Regions from separate parts of the Sus scrofa genome. Here region 2 is linked to region 1. A link is a contact called in public HiChIP or PLAC-seq data. All regions are on one chromosome and are shown on one strand. Each heading gives the region's core, a stretch centred on a gene start, on an enhancer-like site or on the middle of the called end of the contact. The rest is flanking DNA. Distances are from core to core; before and after follow the strand shown. Region 1 holds the start of PARP8 (poly [ADP-ribose] polymerase 8). Region 2 overlaps PARP8 (poly [ADP-ribose] polymerase 8).

What was found. HiChIP or PLAC-seq counts read pairs in DNA pulled down with a chosen protein or histone mark.
Region 2: an H3K27ac HiChIP or PLAC-seq map of alveolar macrophages shows a contact between it and region 1. The contact joins the enhancer-like site here to the promoter of PARP8 in region 1. A contact is called at or near these places in 1 of 5 promoter capture datasets (liver), 4 of 47 Hi-C or Micro-C datasets (blood, embryonic fibroblasts, fibroblasts and 1 more) and 1 of 2 datasets of contacts at active chromatin or transcription factors (alveolar macrophages).

The regions. Positions count from the first base shown.
Region 1 is chr16:30,301,527-30,307,571 of Sscrofa11.1, forward strand. It overlaps PARP8 (poly [ADP-ribose] polymerase 8), which reads left to right and starts at 3,274. Exons shown (of 27, transcript XM_021076746.1): 1 at 3,274-3,614; 2 at 4,640-4,741; 3 at 5,709-5,763. The coding sequence starts at 3,584.
Region 2 is chr16:30,395,632-30,401,676 of Sscrofa11.1, forward strand. It overlaps PARP8 (poly [ADP-ribose] polymerase 8), which reads left to right. Exons shown (of 27, transcript XM_021076746.1): 4 at 2,316-2,353. Among named protein-coding and RNA genes, the nearest start is that of PARP8, 94 kb to the left of the region's middle. Within about 2 kb of position 2,905, at least 4 of the 83 cell types and tissues checked have an H3K27ac peak or open chromatin away from gene starts, as enhancers often do. A contact at or near this core is called in alveolar macrophages, where this site is marked.

The DNA.
Region 1 (6,045 bases), core at 2,024-4,523:
ACCCTTTGGAATAAGGGGTATGATGGATGGGAATTTTCACATTTTATTCTCTGTACTAACACATGTTAAATGGTTTGCATGAGAATGTATTTATGCAGTATTTATGCACTTTAAAAAATAAACAGGAGTTCCCATCGTGACTCAGCGGCTAATGAACCTGGCTGGTATCCGTGAGGATGCAGGTTCGATCCCTGGACTTGCTCAGTGGGTTAAGGATCTGGCGTTGCCCGAGCTGTGGTGTAGGCCGGCAGCTGTAGCTCTGATTTGGCTCCTAGCCTGGGTCTTCCATTTCCACAGGTATGGCCCTAAAAAGACAAAAGACAAATAAGTAAATAAATAATTTTTAAAAATAAAAAACAAAGGAGAAGTATTTAAAACAAAGTAGAATTAATATGATCGAGTGCAAGCTGAGAAGGATGAGTTTGTATGGGACAATGAGCTTCTAATCTAAATAGGGTGGAGGATGTGTCTATGGTAGAAATAGGAATTAAGGTTTAATGAGGGACAAATGGGACTAAATTAAAGCGAACCTTGGAACTAGAAAGAGCAATTCAGGTTTCACGCTATAGCTTTGGTAGTAGCTAAGTTCAGTAAGATTGCTAGAAAGGGCTGTAAACCTTTAATACTACCCTTGTGCTGCCCCATCTGACCTCAGATTACAGGTGTGGTAAAGATCAAATTCAGACAAACTTCACATCAAATCACCTAAAATTCTCCATTGTCAAGGCTTTGGTTTGCTCCTACTTTGCTTGCTAGACCAAACAGATGAGGTCAAGATAGCAGGATTAGTTTCTCTCAAAGCAAAATTACTAGCTGCTTTATGGAGAAAGAATTGCCCAAAGTCACTTGTTTCAGAAGAGGCCAGTTGGGCCTAGCAGAGATTTTGAATTTTATGGATTTCTCTCCATTACAGAGCAACTGCAAGAAGAATTTATATAAATCTAATAATTGAAAAGAATTTTGAGATTGCTTTCCTTCCAGGGACTTCCAATTTCTTTCAAAATCCTTCTTCCTCATAAAGGCCCTTGGTGACCCCTTCCCATGGCAACCCCTCAGACTCACTCTCTCCCTTTTCACTTTGATTCTACCCCAAAGGCAAATTATCAGAGCACTGCTTCCATGGCTGGCTGTCCCGAGTCTGCTGGGTATTCCCATGGGCATTTGCTACTGATGATACCCCTGTGCATTTGTGAAAAGGGGCTGTTCTCTTTGCTAATCCTGCTCCCACCCTCTTTTCTTAATTCCTATGGAAGAGCAGAGTGCAGGCTTTTACTTAAGACTTTACTGAGGGCTGGAATTCATTTGGGAAAGGAAGTTCAGTGTAGGAAAGGGAAATATAACTGCCACTAGAAGAGGCTATTTTGAGAGCCCATAGGCTCCAGGCCTCCTTCAGAATCCATTATAGGGCTTCTTGTTGGCTTAACCCTGGCCTGCTGCCATTAACAGGGCCAGTTTACTCAGCAGTGAGACTTCTGAACATTTATTTTCCTTAAAGTTCAGTTCAACAGCTGAAAGTTTGGAGAGAGGAAAAGGTTCATTGCCATCTAGGTCCCACCTTAGACAGCGAACTAATCCCTTCGTGCCTCAGTCTCCTCTTTTGTAAAATTGAAAGAATAATAGTAACAGCTTCCCTATAGGATTCTTGTGAATTAAATGAGTTAATATGTGGAAAGCGCTTAGAGCAGTATCAGGCTGTGCTAATACATTCTGGGTAAATGCAACTGATTAATAACCATGTCACACCATTGAACTTAATGCCACATTTCCATTACCTTGCATTCTGCAGTTGAATCTATTAGCATAGGTGAGGAACATATATTTTTTTCTAATAAATTCTATCTGTTAGCTTTGGTTCATTTTTCTAAACCAGTGGGACTGTTTTAGCTAGATTCTATCTTCCAACACATAATAATTATTTCCAATTCCTATGGCATACCACAGAAGTTCTCTCTCCTCACGGATAATGATTTATATTTTTTTAACAAAATGATTAAGGGCTTACTAAGCACTATGTTCCTGAGTCTATATGAGTATGTGTGTTCGTGTAAACACAAGTGTTTAAGGCAGGGATATAACCTCATCTCAAGGGTGCAAATAGTTTTTCATAAGACCACGAATAATCTAAATGTTTAAATAAGAGTCTTGAAATGAGACAGGGTAAATGGGATACTGGCTGTGAGCAGAATTTAAAGAATCTTACCATAAAGATCTAGCATGGGAACACTGATGCTTTGATAGTTTGTTTTCTCTAATAGAGAAACTTAATAGAAATGCATACTAGATAGAAGGGTTAGTTTTTATTTTTTTATCTAATCCCTTAAAACTTAAAAACATTTAAATATATCATACCTTAAGGGCATGAACAGAGTGAGGTTAGCTTTGTTTAACAAATACAGGGCAGTCTGTGAAGCTTGAAAAAAAATCAAATGTAGGACATTACAAGAAGGCCTATTTTATGAGTGAGTAGTAAACCAAGAGGTGATCCAAAACCAAACAAAGCAACAAAAAATTGGTAGCTTTAAGACTATTTTAAATTTATTTGTAGTAAGAGCACTACTTTGGGAATGCACTCCTGGGAGACAGACAACTAGAAAATAAATTCTTGTGAGTTAACAGATTTTAAGTTTTTAGACAAGTTAGAGCACAGAATGGAAGGAGGAAGTACACACGATTTTCAGTGTTCTGGAGAAGAGAAGAAAGTGCCTTTGGTAGCCAAGGGGCATAGACAAAGCCACATTCCCCAGGAAGGACTTGAACCTGTCCTGCCCTGGTCAGGAAGCATTTCAGGTGTGTGACTGTGCCTCTCCTACATCAAAGACTGCAGTGGTCCAGGTGACATAGAGGAATGTTTCCTCTTACAATTCACAACTAACATGGTGTGTTCTAGGCTGTATGACAAATCATTTGGTGTTTTCTTTCTGTAAGATAACTTTCTTTTTGCAAGAGTTGGGAGCATATGATCTCTCATTACTTTTGTCTCTCTAGAGTCTTTAAGAATCCTTCAAGGACCACAGTTGTTCCTACTTCTACTAAACAACACATTGTCACTGTCAGCATCAGCACTGTACCAATTAAGGGTCTGAGACAGTTTGACAACTCTTGGGTACTTGTACTGATAAAGAAGGGGTTTGAAGCTAAACTATCCATAAAGAAAAAAGGCTGCAAGGCAGGACCATTCACATATTCAGCCAACACCTCAGCCTGCCTCCTACATTCCAGACACTGCACCAGGCACTGGGGATGCAGAACCAAGTGAGTGAGACATGGTGTGCTCAGGGAGGCCATCCCAGGGGAGAAAAGATCAACAAGCAAAGTGCTGGTGGAGGCCTGTCCTAGGGCATATGGCAGTATAGAGACAGAACAGCTACATCAGCCCAAGGTGTCCCTAGGCAGAACAGAAAGTGAGGGTCAGGGCAGTATCTCATTTCTAAATAAGACAACAAGATTGTAGAAGCTTTCCGGTGACTGACTGGCCAAACAAACAAAAAACCCACCCAAAACCACGGATTTTTAAAGCAAGCCAAAGAGATATCCATCCTTCAGGGAGACCCTGGCACGTACCAGTTGATTCTACCAATTTTTCATGGACGGAAATACGGAGGAGGGAAGAACTGGTGAGTCTCTGCAAGTAGAAGTCCCCCAAAAGGGGCTGTGTTTCCTAAAGGACGCTCCGAAGGGGCTGAGCTAATTCCATCAGGGAGAAAAAGACTCTGGCAGTCAGGGCACGGGAGAGTGTACGTCTGGAGTCATTTCAAGGCTTTTTCCATCTTGCCTGATGTGGCAACAAGGAAGGATTTGTTCGTTTTATTTATTTATTTTCCATTTTAAACGATATTTCTTTTCCCTTTTCCCCGCTCCCAGCCACTCGGGTTTGGGTTTTCCATGTGACTCATAATCCCTTCCGAAAGTGGAGTCGAATTCATAAAAGTGCTGGAAGGAGAGGGGGCAGGCTGGGAGCCCCGGGGAGTCTTCACTACCGACGTTCCCACTCGCCCCCGGCGCGAGCGGCGGTCGTGCTGGGGAATCCAGCCTGCGCCCGGATGGCGGATACTATTAAAGCCCCCGCGGCCGGGACTGGGTGACCGGGCGGCGGGCGCGGCGGGCGCGGGAGGGTCTGCGGCGGGCGGCGCTGCAGCAGCCTCGGCACAGCCGCCGCCGCCCGCGGGCGCGAGTGTGCGCGGGTGTGGAAGGCCGGCGTGAGGGCCGCGAGGGGTGTGTGCGCGTGAGGCGGAGCGGGGCTCGCCCCTCGCCGGCGCCCGCCGCCCCGCCGGTGATCGCTCTCCGGCCGACTCCGGCACCCTCGGCCCCCCACGGCCGTTGGTCCGGGCGGGGGAGGGAGAAAGTGAGACTCCGTGTCATCACCATCCATTGTCAGGAGGGGAGGAAATTGGAATCCAGCAGCGGCAAGCAGCAGCTGGGCGGTCACATCTGGGCATGCAAAGCCGACCTCCCCCTCCTCCTCCTCCTCCTCCACCTCCACCACCTCCTCCTCCTCTCTCACCCAGGATCACTTCCGAAACCACTTCGCCTTCAGCCCCTGCCTCGGCCAGAGGTTTCATTTTTAACTGAATATTTACGAAAGCTGGAAGCGTGCGAGGGGGGTGGAGTGGGGTGGAAATAGCGGCTGCTTCTTTTCCAGGGATTTATTTAATGGGGATGTGTTCAAGGCAAGAGCGAATTCAGAAGGATATCGACGTCGTGATCCAGAAGTCCAGAGCCGAGAAGGACTGTCTGTTTGCAGGTGAGTTCTCGCCTTTCCAGAGCCTTAGTCTCAGCGCCTGTTTCCTCTGCCTGCCCGTCACCCCTTTTCCCAGTTTTCTGGACACGACGTGTGTGGCTGAGGATGGGGGGTGTAGCACGTCCCCATTCCGGGGTTCATTTGGCAACAGCTGCTGCAGCGGGAGCGGGAGCCAAAAGGGGGAGGGGGCGCCAACCTCTCCCCTTCTCCCCTCCCCCCTGTGTGGGGCGGCCACCAGCTTTGGGGGCAGAACCTTGGTCTCTCGAGCGGGGGTCTAGGCTGAGGGGCCGTGCATTGTATTTTTAGCCCCTGTGGACTCCTGGAGCGTCCAAACCCGCCTCTAGGGTTTCAGCAGCAGCGACCCAGCCAGCGGGTAGGACCCGCCGGGTTTGCGCAATGGACTGAGCGGCGGCGGCGGTGGCGGCGGCAGGGAATGGAGCCCGCTGCGCTGCGCCGCGCCGCGCCGCGCTGGCCGGCTGCGCCGGCGCCGAGGTCCCCCGGGGAGCAGCGCTGTGCGGATCTCTGGCCCCTTTAGTTCTCTCTAGTCCCCTCCGACTGGCAATGCAATGCCCCGGAAAGGGAAGGGATCCCCGGGGTTCCCGAGGCACCCCGCGACCCTGCCTGGGGGTCGCCTTTCGTCCATTTTGCTCCCGGGGGAGAGGGATTGAATTTTGCTTTTGCGGCCGCGAGCTCGGCGTGGGCCACTTCCGGCTGCCCCGACCGGGAAATTCCCACCGTTGCCATGGCACCCGGCACTTGTTGCGGGGGGGCGGCCTCCCGCTGCACCCTGCTCTGGGTGCGGAGCATCCCCCTCCTGCGCGGCGGGACAGCGGACCTCGGGGTTCTCCAGCCCTCGCCTCCTACCCCGCCAGGCCTCCCCTTGGCTCCATCAGATAGGGGGTCCAAGTCATAACCAGGGTTAAAAATCCACTCAAGGTGTAGCTTTTCTTAACAAGACTCTCCGTTTCAGATTTCAGATACTCAGACTCCACCTTTACTTTCACCTACATTGGCGGCCCCAAAAGGTATTTATGTGTATAGAGTTGCTTCATTTCCTGTTCAGAGGCTTGTGTTTCCTTTGTTCTTACCGTGTTCCGTGTTTGGGTATTTTTTTCTTCTTTTTCTTCTGCTGTTGTTGCTGTTCTTTGGCCACATGCTAAACCAAGGTCCCTTGCTTTTAAATCGCAGAGGGGAAATAATTGTGTTTGATTCAAGTGTTTCTAAGATCACATCGCAGACCAAAAGCAGAGAACTCTCACACTCTTCGTGTTAAAGCTGTTTGTACGGTAGTAGCTTGCTTTTGAGGC
Region 2 (6,045 bases), core at 1,655-4,154, 94 kb after region 1:
TTCACCTGGGAGGTGGCATTGCCTGTGGCCACAGTCACAGATTCCAAAGTCCAGTCACAAATTCTAAAAGGCAGTGGCTTTTTCAGGCCTTAAGACTGTGTCATAAAGACAAGTTGAGCCAAGAATCTCAGGATATAAATGAGTGAACCATGGTCATCCATCAATTCAGATTTATTAAGACTAGTTTTGTAGCCCAGTATGTGATTTATCTTGGTGAACATTCTGTCCGTGTATACCTGAAAAGAAAAAGATACTCTTCTGTATATCTTCTATGATTGTATTTTTCTATGAAAATCTATTTCAAATCATCTGTGTCTTTAATGACCTTGTTCTCTCTGCTTTCTTTTGGATTAAATGTTCCAAAATGATTTTAGAATGCCAGTTGATTTATCTATTTTTAAGCTTTTTTGTACTTATTCTAGGAATTAAAGAATATATTCTTAAGTTTCCTTAGAGTTATTATTTAGGGTCAATATTATACCGTTTTCCATAAGTTAAGGACCTTGAAACTGTGTATGACTATTTAACCCCCTGACATTATACTATAACTGTCATGTATTCTACATTTGCATATGTTATAAACCCTACAGTGAAGTGTAGGAATTTTTACTTTAAACAGCCATGTATATTTTTAAAACATTAAGAGAAAAAGAGTCTTTTATATTTACAATTTCTGTTGCTTTTCCTTCCTTCTGGGTATTTGACTTTCTGAAATCACTGAGGCTGAAGAACTTTGGGATTTCTTATAGTTGATGTGCTGAAACATATTTCCAGAATTTTCTCTTTCTGAAAGCATCTGTATTTACCTTCATTCTTGACAGATATATGTCCTGGATGTAGAATTCTGGGTTCATAGTAGTTCGTGCCCGTGTGGGTGCCCCCAGGCCTTTACTATTCTACCACCCTGTGTGTTCCATAGTTTCTCATGAAAACGTAACATTAATTCTTGCTTCCCTATAGGTAATGTGCCATTTTTTTTCTTCTTTAAAATTGTTTTCTTTATATTTGATTTTCAGCGGTTTGTGTGTACTTGAGAGTAATATTCTTTGCACTTATCTTGCCTAGGGTTATCAAAGCATCTTCAATCTATACATTTATGTCTTTCGCCCAAATTAGGAGATTTTCAGCTTTTTTTTTTTTTTGCATTAGTCCCTCTCTCTCTCTTCACCTTTTAAAATTCTAATTATGTAAAATACTTGCTTTTTTGCTAGTGTCCCACAGGATCCTGATGATCTGTTTTTGTTTGTTTCTTCTTCAGATTGGATTTTCTTCACATCCATAAGCATACTTATTAACTCTTTTAACATCATTGAGGGCTAATCCCAACACTAGGGTCAAATTTTCTCGTACATACACAGGTTCATGTTTCCTATTTGTTCATATGTCAAGTAATTTGGATGGCATACACTATGTGAGTGGTACTTTACAGAGACTCAATATTCTGTTATACTTCTTTAAAGAGAATAAATATTTTTTGTTCTTAACAGGCAGTTAATTTAGTTGAACTTGAACTAAATTTTGACTTTTCTGTGACAGGTGGCAGCTTCACTGATCCATCCAAAAAGCTAATATTGAATATGTGCTGTGTGTTATGCATATGTGTTTAGCATAGATAATTATGCTAAAAATACAAATAGACGTGAACCTTCACCGCAAGAGACTTGCAATCTAGTTTATAGAGATAGAAGAGCAAAGTATGACAAATTCCCATATGTCATATGAGATAAGTACATAGAAACAGTGCGTTTACTGGGAAAAAGAGTTTTTAAAAATGGTTTTCAAAACAATCCAGTCCTTCTGAGAACAGGTGGTAGTCTGGTGCAAGATTGGTAGATGAATAGCTCTTAGTTACATGTTTCATCATTTTGTTGATTCTTTGAAGAAAAGGACATGTTTCAAAAGCACAGAATATTGTGGGGAAGGAATATTAGAAATAAATGTTTAAATTTGTAAATGCTTGAATTCTTGAGTGTCATACTAAGCAGGAGGTATACTTCATTTTTGGTAATAAAATATGATTTGATTAAAATCTGAGCAAACAATGCAGCTGATCATAAATTACTGAATATTAAACATTGCTGAGGTCAAAAGACCTAGCCTAAAAAAAGGTATCACAAAAGATATTATTCCTTTGTCATATCTCTTAAAAATCTCTGTTTTCTATGTGAAATATCAGTTTTCTAATCTGTTTGTAATATCTGACTTATCTGTATAAAAAATGGGTAACATAGTGTTGGCTTTTATTATGGAAAAGCATATCTGCCTTAGCAATAACTTTAGCCTTTCTTTTCTCTCTTTTCTCCCTATTTTAACAGTGTATCCTATTCTGTACATGTGTCTGAAGATTACCCAGGTATGTTTTTCTTCTTTTTATTTTTGTTACAAATATTCACATTGTGGTTCCTTTGAATATTTTTTCCTCTGGACATGTAAAATGTGTATAAATATTTCTAGTGGTGAAGCATTGGCAGGGGAAGGAGGCCTTAAAGATATAAAAGAATTGTGTTGATTGCCCTGAGGTGCATGCCTTATCCTGAGATGCAGCCTAGAATCAGAATAGCTTTCCCAGGAAAAGTACTTTCCTTGAGCCCATATTATACCTTCAGCCTAGCCTATATATTTACCTTATTACAGTTAAAATAGATTCTCCAGACTGGCTTAGTTGTTGATTTTTGGAACATCCTTTGGCTTTTCATAACCTAAAAATAATAGGTAAGAGTAGAAGCTAAAACAATAGCTAAAAGTAATGGCAAGAATTGAAAATAACAGGCCTTTCTTAATTTCTCTAAGTGTATGTATAATTAAGCAATTTTCACAACAACCCTATGGGATTATTACCACACTATATTACCACCCTTACAGATGAATGGTGACACGGCTAATAAGAGGAAGAGCTAGGATTTGAATCCAGTAGTCCAGAGCTCAGGACCATATGGCTAGATTCTACTAGGCATCTTGCATGCACACAGCTGTCCTCACTGTTTGTTCTGAAATAGATTGCTAGGTCCACAAACGCTTATCCATAGAAATTACTGTGTACTGTACATTCACTACAGATCCAGTTTTCTTTAAATCAAGCCGGTGTCTGTCTTCTAGGGTATGGTCAGTCTTACTTTCTGGACTCACTTTAATCTCATCAGAGCCCAGGATGTGTGTGTATGCCAACATTTAGGTCCTCATAATTTGAAACAAGACAAGATGTGTTTCTCTTTGGTGTTTTTCTCACAAATGAAACCTATAATTTTATCTTGAATAAGAGCATATACACTGTAAACTTAGTGGAGATCCAATATGACTTGATTAGTTTACATCCACAGAAGAGAGCATCATGCAAGGATCTATTGTTTATCGTATTCTGTGACAAAGATTAGCAAATTGTAACTGCTATATTTCATATATATATAGTTTTTTTACTACAGTATTATTAATGTAATCTGATAGTTATCAAGCTAACTGTTATGATCTGTCAGCGTCTTAGTTGGAATCATAATTCCAGTTCCTATTCAAGTCTAGCCATTTTATTCCCTTACTCTGCATGATTGGGCTCATAATTTTCTGTATAAAATAACTATATTGCTAAGTAACTTTGATTATATATACTATAAGTCTTTTAAAAACTAATTTGTTTATATAATGTGGGATGAGGATTTCTTTAGCATTTAAGCTAAATATTTCCTGTGGCAATACATTATGCATTTAACCTTTTTGTAAGATCAAATGTTATATTTTAAAATAATTTCATGTCATAAAGTCCCTTGCAGTTATTTTACCATGCTCTACATATTTTAAGCATAGTATTCTATAAAACTATTATACAGTTTTACAAGGAAAGTTATTATTAAAGCTATGCCTATCTTTTAAATAGTAGTATAAAAAATACTCTCACAGATTTCATTGGAAGAACCAAAACATGAAATAGTAATTATTAAAAATGTTTTTAGATGGTTTTGCAATCAGCCTTCTTCCTTATTATGCTATAGTATGTTTTTGATGCTGAATGTTTGCTTAAGTATGTTAGGAAAATAAGTGCCCCATTATTTATTGTAATTGTTATAATTATTGTGCTTCTCATCTGAGGCAGCTCATAGAGATGTCAGCCATGTGAGGTGCCAGACCTTTAAGTGAAGATGATAGAAATAATGCCACAAATCAAAGCTCAGTTGAAGGCAGTAAATGAATTATTCTGTAGCACAGGAAATATGGTAGAAGATGCCTTTAATAAAAACCAAGTGAACCAAATATTTAGCTCCCTCTTGTGGCCGAGAGGTATTACTCTGGTTTTTCTCACGTAGGGGAGCCCACTGGAATTACAGTACGCAGAGATTGAAATTAAAATAAAGTATTGGTTATCATTGGTACTTTTTAAAATTGAATTCCCCTTCCTGGAACAAAGTTTTAGTGAACTTACACTATAATTTATTTTATAGAAAGAAAAGGAGTAGAAATAAAACGCAAAGATGCAGAGAGAGATTAGAGCATTTTGAGGTAGTATTTTAAATTGGTTGATGCAACCAGTATGCTGATACCAGGTATTTTCATATACACATTGAATTGGTTCTAAATACCAGTTGTTGTATAGACAGAACAAGTGCTATTATGATGTTTTATACTTGAAGAAATGTGCTGAGAGAAGTTAAATACTTCCCAAGGTGGTAACCTAGTCTATGTATAATTCACTTCTAATTCCTGTCACTTCTGAGGAAGAAATACTAATATTTTTATGAATACTAATATTTTTATTTTTAGAAATACTAATACTTTTATTTGAAGTAAATACTGCTGTGATAATATTTCCCCCATTATTAAATTTTAATCCTTAGTTATTTGTACTAGGAGTTCAGTTAAAACACTTGATTTCTAACATAGATAATATTAGATAAAAATTATATGCTTGCTCTTCCTTTCCAGTATTCACACCTGTATTTTTTCCTCCTCTTGCACTGACTAGAACTTCCAGAATGATTTTTAATAATAGATATGAAATTGGAATCTTTGTCTCTCTTCGCAAAATTAGTGAGCATGCTTCCAAAGTTGCTTTGAGAAAAGCAAGTGTCATTCCTTTTCTCATTTACCGAGCTTTTTTTTTTTTTTTTTTTTTTTTGAAGAATGAGTATTATATACATATTGAATTGTTTGGCATCTTTGATTTTTCTTCCAAAACGTTTGCCTGTTTCAAAAACTATTTCAAACAAATAGCTCTCTTTTATGCTGCTTTTAATTTCTAAAAGCAGTAATCTTGATAACACCTTTATAAATTTATTCTGCTTATGCTCTTCAGGCTTTTTTTTTTCCTACTTTTTCCGGATTGTATGGTTCAATGATTATCTTATCTAAGTTTGAAAATACGGAATTTTCTTTGCCTTATGAAAATATATCAGCATAATCCTCCAAATTCAGGATCATATCACCTTGTTTATTTCCTTAGGAACAGATCTGGCATTTTATAACTTTAATCTATTGTTACCTGTCCTATCTATTGTAACTCATCTCGTAGTTTATTTTTGTGAAAATGAAATTTTAGAGGGTCTTTGAGTTTTCGGTATACATAATGACATAAATGAAATTCTAAAGATGTATTGGCTCTTCAAAATAAATGAAGAAATAGATGAATCTTCTGGTTTACCTGTACTTCTTCATGGATTTTATACAGTAGACAGTTTTTTGTTTTTTAAAGGTAAGTATATTACAAATCACAGACAACTGGCTCAGCTGTGACAGACCAGCCGAATTCTTTCTCATCAGTTCTCACCTTTAATTAAGAGGATCACCTACTGGTGGGTGTAAATTCTCTCAACCTTTTTATATGTTTTACAAGATATTGCAATTGTTGAGTGACAGTCTTTTGATATTAAAAAATAGCAAAGCATTGATTTTTTTTAATTTAGACAGTAGACTGTGTAATTAATTACTTAAGTAATTTGGACAAATTAACATCTTTGAGCCTTGGTTTCTTCAGCTTTGAAATAGGGATCATAATTGGCTTGGAGGTCGACATGTCTGTCATATGTGAGGGAAGTATGCAGATTATATTATAAAATCAGTATA